2 separate regions of the Mus musculus genome follow, and region 1 is linked to region 2. Evidence: chromatin contacts called from public Hi-C data. All regions are on one chromosome and are shown on one strand. Each heading gives the region's core, a stretch centred on a gene start, on an enhancer-like site or on the middle of the called end of the contact. The rest is flanking DNA. Distances are from core to core; before and after follow the strand shown. Region 1 overlaps Bnc2 (basonuclin 2). Region 2 overlaps Gm33597 (a long non-coding RNA gene).

The links. Hi-C and Micro-C count contacts between places; a contact is called where the count stands out from the background.
Region 1: a contact with region 2 is called in a Hi-C map of myocytes, with 2.4 times the contacts expected there. The contact joins two enhancer-like sites. A contact is called at or near these places in 3 of 484 Hi-C or Micro-C datasets (the C2C12 cell line, embryonic stem cells and myocytes).

What each region holds. Positions count from the first base shown.
Region 1 is chr4:84,456,117-84,460,280 of GRCm38.p6, forward strand. All of the region lies in intron 3 of Bnc2 (basonuclin 2), which reads right to left. Among named protein-coding and RNA genes, the nearest start is that of Bnc2, 220 kb to the right of the region's middle. Within about 2 kb of position 1,640, at least 49 of the 459 cell types and tissues checked have an H3K27ac peak or open chromatin away from gene starts, as enhancers often do. A contact at or near this core is called in the C2C12 cell line and myocytes, where this site is marked.
Region 2 is chr4:84,199,848-84,204,117 of GRCm38.p6, forward strand. All of the region lies in intron 5 of Gm33597 (a long non-coding RNA gene), which reads right to left. Among named protein-coding and RNA genes, the nearest start is that of Gm33597, 19 kb to the right of the region's middle. Within about 2 kb of position 2,579, at least 72 of the 459 cell types and tissues checked have an H3K27ac peak or open chromatin away from gene starts, as enhancers often do. A contact at or near this core is called in the C2C12 cell line and myocytes, where this site is marked.

The sequences.
Region 1 (4,164 bases), core at 390-2,889, 260 kb after region 2:
GTACACTTCCCAGGTAGTCCTTCTTCATCTCAGAACTCACATCAAGTATCAGCCATGAGGAGAGTTAGGTACAAAAGCAAGAGAAACTAACAACGAAACACCAGCTGCAACTTGGGATTGGATTCCAAAGTCCGATTTACACCTCAGCCTAGCTCTGTGCTGCTCTCAGTTCCCCTTGTTTCTGGCTCAGTCTACTAACTCTGTGTCAATTGTTCACTGGCCACCTTTCTTCTGTTCCCTTTCTCCCTAATCAGGCTTCCAGAGGTCAATGGTCCCCCCTAGAAATGAGTACAAAGTGCTGAAGTATTCCCTGCCATGAGTCATCTTAATAGATACTCTAGTGGCGGCCTGTGGCCCAGCAGTGAGTCCGGAAAGCAGAGCTTTTAATAAAGCAGCACTTGCACACGCTCACAGCCCCATTAATTTAATACCTGCCGCTTGTTTACCAAACAGCACAGGCATGTCTCCGTGTCGATAACTTCCCAGTGACAGTGAGGCGACTGAATGTGGGCAGGGAACAGATGCACCTTTTTACGCTCTGTTAAACCATGTCACAGACTACAGCCCCTGAGCGCATTCCTTTATTTATGCTGTAGCCAGTTGAGCTAATTGTCAGAGACAGACCTGGTTCTAATTCTGCAGAGTGCCGCAACTGCAGGAGCATATGTGCTGAGGCATGAACGGTGCAGAGCTCTAAAAGGAAACGGTTAGAAAACGGAGTCAGAGGGTGGACGCATAATCTGCCAATAGACTACCCACAAAGACTTCAAAAATGTCACCTTTGCAATAGTAGATTAGGAGAGAGGGGGCAAAGGTACAGCGTTGGGAGGATTCAAAGGAACGTGAATTTGAAAGCAAATGCCTATGCACAGACAATACACCATCTGCAGAATCCACTCTACTGTGGCTGTAGTTCACCCTATGCAGGTGTGAAACACTCAGTCTCAAAGACTACCCCATAGAGGGCTAAGGGGCGACACAGTGCAGCCCAGCGGCTCTGCACAACCCCAGTAACAAACACTGCAAACACCCTAGTCCAACTCTATTAGTGACAAAAATATTTGAAAGACTCATTCATCCACCCATAAACTCTAGTGAGCTTGGACAAAGGAACTCCCGTTTATTGTTCTCCACATATCCTGTGGTATTAGCAGTGTTTCTTATTAACTGCAATACCACACTCATATTTTATCAGTAGCGAGAGTTCACTCCAGTTAAAAGTTCTTCACCCGTCATGGACATTTTTCAGCAAATTAATATCTTTTACTTGCATGACTTCTCTTCATATTACAGTTTGGGGTTTAAATGGATCATGATACTTTGCAGAAAGGGGAAAAAAAAAGACAAAAAGAGCTTAGTGTTGATAATTTTTACTACTTATGACTAAATGACCTCAACTGAAGAATAAAAAATTAAGTCATTTGTCTTATGAGGTACAGAGGACATTTTATGGTGAACAATTTAACTAATAATGGGTTGGGGCCAGTCCTTAACAAGTCACATGCTTCCATTGTCCCTTCACCCTCTGCTTATGTTTTTACCACATCCTAACAAAAACATGACCAGAACTGGTGAAAACCATACGGTTCCAACTAATGAATCACATAGTTTCCCGCAAGTACAGTAAGTACTACCAGCTGTGTGACAGTCTGACTTTGGCACTGGAACCAGTGCCGAAAAGGCAGGCCCATTTGAACGCAGCTGTATTGAAAAACCACAAGCAATGTAAGTGTGTCTGCCTGCTCGGGGCGGCTCTGTCTCTGCTCTGTCCTTAGAAAATGCCAGGCATCTTGTTTAGAAAAAGTCTCAGGAATTACAGAGATAAGGAGAAAACCCCACAAAATGTAAAAACATACTGTTTTCAGAAAATGTCACTTTGTAAAGCAGAATGCCATAAGAAAGCAATAAAAGGAGCGGATGTGGACACATACAGAGACACATGTGGGACGGGTCACATGCCTTGACTGAAGGTGGCCTATATACATGTATCTGAGTAAGAGAGGGGACAGAGTGGGCAAGGAATGACAGTAAACACGGATGCTCACCGACAGACACACTCTCTCTCTCTCTCTCTCCCCCCCCCTCTCTCTCTCTCTCTCTCTCTCTCACACACACACACACACACACACACACACACACACACACACCTGAAACCACACAGAGAAAACAACACCCAGACTTTTCAACTGATGTCTCACTAGTGACCGCATGAATTCCTACTATTTAAATTTGCCCTTCACACAAGAGTAAGTTTCACTTGTAAATCAAGAGCATTCTGGAAAAAAAAAAAAATAAAGCAACCTCCCTGGCAAGCTGAAGGTATTTTTACATGCACGCACTTTTTCTTGCTGCACACCATCATTCCCATGAATAAATATCACTGAAAGGGAGAGATATGCTCCACTTTCCTAATCTAGACGTGTTAATGTGGAAAAAGCAGAAATCGTTTTTAAGTGTCTGTTGTGACAAGGCAGTAGCTGTTACATTTCACTATTACTTAGTGATTGGTAGTAGGGTTAAGTATCAAGCTGAGAAAAACAAATACCTAGGGATATTGTTTTCCACTAAGTCTCAACTAAAAACGAATAATAACAACGGTCAAACACTTTATTTGTTGGCTAGCGTTTTAAATACAAGGAAGCCAGTGTAGGACTAACGGAAAGGTCTGCCTTTGATGTTTGCTTTTATCGCCTAATTAGCCAAACACGTTATTTTTAGCTTGTGTCAAAAAGACGCTTGGTTCAGCAGTAATCTAATCCAAAAGTCATAACAACACTACATCTTCTTTTTTTGTTTATACCACAGTTCTATGGATATTTTTTGTTTGTTTTTATGCAGCTAAGAATTGCCACATGAAGTGCAACTTTGACCCTTGGGATTTAAATTCATTCTTAGTGAATTCAGGTGCACTTGGTGAGGGCCAGGTCCAAAGCAACCGTTCATCAAATCTATCACTAGAGCTGGCTCGGGCCAGAAAGATGGCACCACACCTTCCTCAATGAGACAAGGCAAATGAGGGAAATCCACTCAGGTTTGAAAGACCACAGCTACCCATAAATAAGAACAGCACACAGAGCCACAGAGAAGCCACAGGGAGATATTAAGCTTTTTGTTTGTTTGTTTGTTTGTTTTGGTTGGTTGGTTGGTTGGTTGGTTTGGTTTGGTTTTTCCAAGACAGGGTTTCCCTGTGTAGCCCTGGCTGTCCTGGAACTCACTCTGTAGACCAGGCTGGCCTTGAACTCAGAAATTCGCCTGCCTCTGCCTCCCAAGTGTTAGGATTAAAGGCGTGCGCCACCACGCCCAGCGATGTTACACTTTTAAAACACTACAGTACTAAATCACTAGCTAACATGGAACCTCAAAGCAGAAAGTTCAAAACCAACTTATGAAAGTACATGATCCAACTCTGTCAAGGAAAGGCAAGTATAAACCAGACTTTTAATACAGTTCCTAAGAAAACATCAAAACTTAATGATTTTATGATACAGATGATGCTCATAACACACGGGTAAGCAAATAACAGCTTACATTATATACATTATACTCTTTGGTTTTAAAATGAATATGGGAGAGGAAAAAAAAGCTAGCTAGAAGCACCCTAAAAACTTTAACACTGTATGGGCAGAGCTATTAAGAGTAAACTTGCAGTAAAATTATATTAACTCATGTAAACTACATGAAGAAAAAAGTGCTCCCCCCTTTTCTATCAATATAATTTTTTTAAAAAATAAAATCTCTGGTTCTCACTAGAAGCTATACTTGAAATCTCATTACTGTAATGTATGGAGAGAAGCTTTGGGGGTGGGTTGCTGTTGTCGGTTTTGTTATTTTTTTGTTTGTTTGTTTGTTTGTTTTGTTTTTAAATCAAAAGCTGCCTTATATTCAAACATTGTTATCAACCTCTTGAGGAAAGGTTTCTGTATGTGGCTTCCTCCCCTCCCCTCACCTCATCACTTCCATGCCCAAGCATACTTTCACAATTTGGGCGACAAATGAGGCTGTGTTGATTCAGAGTTTACATAATTAATGGTCCATAAACCTAAATCTTTATCTTACAAATAAATGCAACACCTTATTTAAATAGAGCCTCTAACTCAGCACTCCGATGTTCACACTGACTCATCTTCCATGCTTCATCCCCAAATGCAACAGTGGGCCTGCAGA
Region 2 (4,270 bases), core at 1,329-3,828:
TCAGGCCAGCAGGCTTCCAGTGGGGCACCCCGGGCACACACACTTTCCCAGAACTGCTGCCGGTATATCACTTCAAGAACTCTGTTTTCTGGCCACTCTCCTTTAAACAGCCTTTCCTAAAGGCAGTCGGTCCAGGCAAATACTAGTGGTTTATAGTTTCCCACAAAATGAAGGTTCTGACCATCTTGATTCTGACTTTTCCATTTCCCTGGGTTGTAAAATCCTGACGGCACCAGCCGTGGGATTCCCAGAAAGAGTCTGGCAGGAGTAGAAGGAAGGACTCTTTAAGATAAGTGGTCCACCCTTGCAAACCCCTGTTCCTCCCACCTGCCCATCTCCCCACCTGCCCTCCTGCCCACCCTCTCTGCCTGCCCTCCTGCCCAACCCCTACCTGCCCACCTCCTTGTCTGCCTACCTCCCACCTTCCCACCTGTCCATCAGCCTGTCTGCCCACCTGCTTATCTTCAGGTCAAAATGCAGATGTCTCCAGGACATCACAAGTATGGATAATCAAAATGAAAAGAGAAAGCCCAAATTTCATTTTTTTAAATAGAAGTCTCAGTTTAGCAGGTTAGCATCGTCATCATCATCATTTTGAGGCCTTCTTTAAAAAAAAAAAAAACTTTTACAAGAGGATTTTGATAAAACAAACAAACAAACAAACAAACAAAAACAAAAACTTCTAAACCAAAGGTTCAACATACCAGAAAGTACACACTTTGTGAGTGTTTAAGGCTGTGGTAAAAACAAAACACAACCTTTAGATAGCCACTTACAAATGCCCGAGAGGCTACATCCTCTGCACACTCCTGAGGCAGCGAGCTGAAGAACAGTGCTCTCCTAGGCCGCCCTTTCTCCTCTCAGCATAGAGGACTGCTGATAGACTTGTGGGAATGATCCCTGAGAGGAAAAACACCCAGCGACCCTCCACGACTTCTCTGCAGCAGAGAGAGGGGCTCCCCAGTTCCCGACAGATGTGGGGGGTTCCCATAGGAAGAAGCTGAATTCAGCTCTGATGAGTCCTACAGAGATCGTAGTCTTAGTGCAAGGAAGCTGAGTGAGCCCAGGACAGAAGCCGGCGTGAAGAGAGGAAGCAGGTGATTCCCATGGGCCAGGCAAAGCTTCTGTAAGCTGGATCTGGTTTTGACAAGGTCTCCAGCTAAGAGGACTCCCTGCCAGAGGCAAGGTGACTCCAACAAAATAGATGGAGGTGGCCCAGAGACTAGGACAGGTTAGAGCATGTCAATGGAGCTGTGTCTCTCAGGCCAAGGAAAGACACAGCAGGGGACCCTGAGGGATCCACCTGGGCACCTATGGCTCCCATGGACACACTACAACCAATCACATAGAAAGAATGTGCATTCGTTCCCCCCTCCCCCCACTCCAAGAAGCCAGGACTGCAGGCAGTAGCAAAGGAGGGGGAAGGGGAATAAGAAAGAAGTTCCCGACAGCCCCCTCGACTGCTTAGAGCTCATCTGGAGCACTGGGGCAGTGTGAAGCTTTGCTGTTAGACTGAACTGGGATTGTTTTTAAAACACATTTTAACACTGTGACAAGAAAGTGGTTGTTAGGAACTGTTCATATTGCCCATAGTTGAGATGGTGAATCCTAACCCATAAAGTGATCAACAGCGATGAGACCAGTCTCTGGAAAAGCCACAGAATGTTTCTTCTGATGTCCCTGACCTAGTAATGCACACACCCCCAACATTATCAGGGGAGAGAAACACATTTAAGGAGCCACAGTTCACATGGGAAGTTCTACTCAGCACCAGAAGTTTGGCTCCACTTGTTAAAAATAAAATAAAATAAAATAAAATAAAAATAAAATGAAGCAAGAGTAAGGGTTTGAGGGATGGTAGGCACACAGTGCTGAAGACCAAGTACAGAGGAGGAAGGCAGGCGACCTGCATGAAGGGCAACGTCCCCATAACATTTGAGGCTATAAACACCCCAGACTGTCTACCTGAGTGCAAGTAGGTACAAGGGTCCAACAGAGTCATTGCAGCACGCCTGGGCTTGGTCTCTACCTCAGCTTCTAAGTGGTCCTGCTCTGGGGATGTAGATAGAGGCTTGGGATGCTCATGGCAGCCTACAGCCTGGTCAATTCCTTCTAGCCCTTATTTTGGCTTCAAGAGCTGAGTGCACACCACACACACACACACACACACACACACACACACACACACGAGAGAGAGGGGGGAGAGAGAGAAAGAGAGATTGATTCATGGCTCCCAGGAACTCCCAGTACTGGAAACTAGTACGCCCTACTACGTGTTGGTCTCCAAGGCCATCCTACTGAACATTGAGTCATCTGATTATTGTTCCCATGACTGGGTCTCTTTCTTACTATGCTACAAAATTCCTAAGTAGGAGTTAAAATTCTCACTGTGTCTGGCCTGTGGAGAGAGCTAGTGGTACCTTCTTCACTCACTTCACTTTACATCTTATAAACAAACCCCCATTTCAATAGAGCCTGCTCCTCTTCCCATGCATTGTGACTTCTGCCCCTCCCCTGGGGCAGGGGTATGACAGGCAGTGCTCACAAAGAGGCCCGATGCTATTAGTCAGCTTGGTTGTCACAGCAGGCAGCCACAGCCTGGCAGCTGAAACAGCAGATGTTTGTTTTCTCACAGTCTGGAGCTATATGTCTGACCAAGGTGGCAATAGGGTCTGTGTCTGGTGACCAAGCCTGACTTGCAGGTGGCTGCCTGCTCCCTGGGCCCTCGTGATGCCTTTCCTCTGTGCACATGTACTGAGAAATCCTCAGTATTAAAGACCTCAGCCTTGCCACCTCATTTAACATCATCTCTGTAAAGATTCTATCAGGAAGTACAGTCACATTGGGATGCTCAAATTCAACTTCACATAGTCCTCAAAGCTTCCCTTGTCCACTCACAGTTCAAGGCCACGGTGCCAAGGAATGCCATCGCAAGTCAGCCTCGACAGGAGATCGACACAAATTCTGAGGGCTCCCATGACGTGCCTCAGTTCTCACAGCATCTTGGGAAGCGAGTGCTGCTTCTAGCCATTTCCTTGCCTTCTCCTCACTCCTCACAAGCTTCCCTCAGAACGGCTCTGCCGAGCACACCTCTTCAGTCCAGACAAAATCCTCCCGATCGCTCATGAGAGACGCTATGCATTCTGGGCCCTACAGGGTTCATCGGTCAATGGGACACTACTAGGCCATTGATAGAAAATGATTCAGCAGCAGTAGGTGGGAGGGGTGGGACAGAGATCTGTGGCACAGAGGACATTTCCAATTACTGTCCTCTGGTCCTACGTGGGGGCAGGGACTGTCTCTTCACAGGCATTGCAGCAGGTAGATATGCAATGTGGGCATCTTAAGACGTGAGAAATGTGGCTGTTTCTGGTAGAATCCTCCAGTGTGTTCAGTCAACTAAGACAAGATGATGGAGGCTCAGGGCTAAAAGGGGTACCAGGGGAGACTGAGAGGTGCCTCCTGCCTTAAGACATTGATGGCCTGTAGGGAGAGAGAGACATAATTAGCCAACCATAGTATAGTTGAAGTGCCCAGATTAAATTATGTATCATATGCTCCCGGCTCCCTGGAAGAGAAACATTTATTCTGCCAGGGAGGTGGGGGCACATTAGAAAGGAGGAAACTGGGGCTTAACGGGTAACAAGGTGGAAAGGTTTGCCTGAGGTCAATGACACAGTCCAAGCAGATTTGGATACTGGGCCAGTGCCCTGTGCCTCCAAGGTTTGAGACGTTCCATGCCCTGCCTCCTTTCTGGTAATTCTGATGCTTAGCATCCTGGGAGAAGATGCTGGCAGGACCTCTCCAGGACCCTGGTCTGGGTCTCTGGAATGGAATCAGGTGGCCAATGCCTTTCTGTGTTCTAAAGCCTCTTGCCCAGTGTAGCAGGAGTTGGGAAGGAGGGTTGGGGTGCACCTGGACTGGTCTCCTAAGCAGACAGGAAGTGATGCCTTCTGGGCTATTCTCAGCAGCTGTTTCTTGCTTGGCATGCTTCAGACAAACAGGCAGATGTCCTCAGGGTGACCTTCCTGACTCAGAGAGTTTGGGAACTGAGGTATTCACTCCCTGGGGTTGAGGGGAGAGGCAAGGACAGGACACAAGCCGCTGACTCATTTCTTGTCTCTGCCTCCCTGTCCTGGTTTTTCAAGGCATTGAAGAGAGCTGGTGTAGGAAGGCACTGCCTCAGAATCAGCCCCAGGACACAAAGATGTCCTCCATCCCCTGCCCAGGTTGACGTCCTCTTCCAAAGATGGAAGCAGATGGTGAAGAG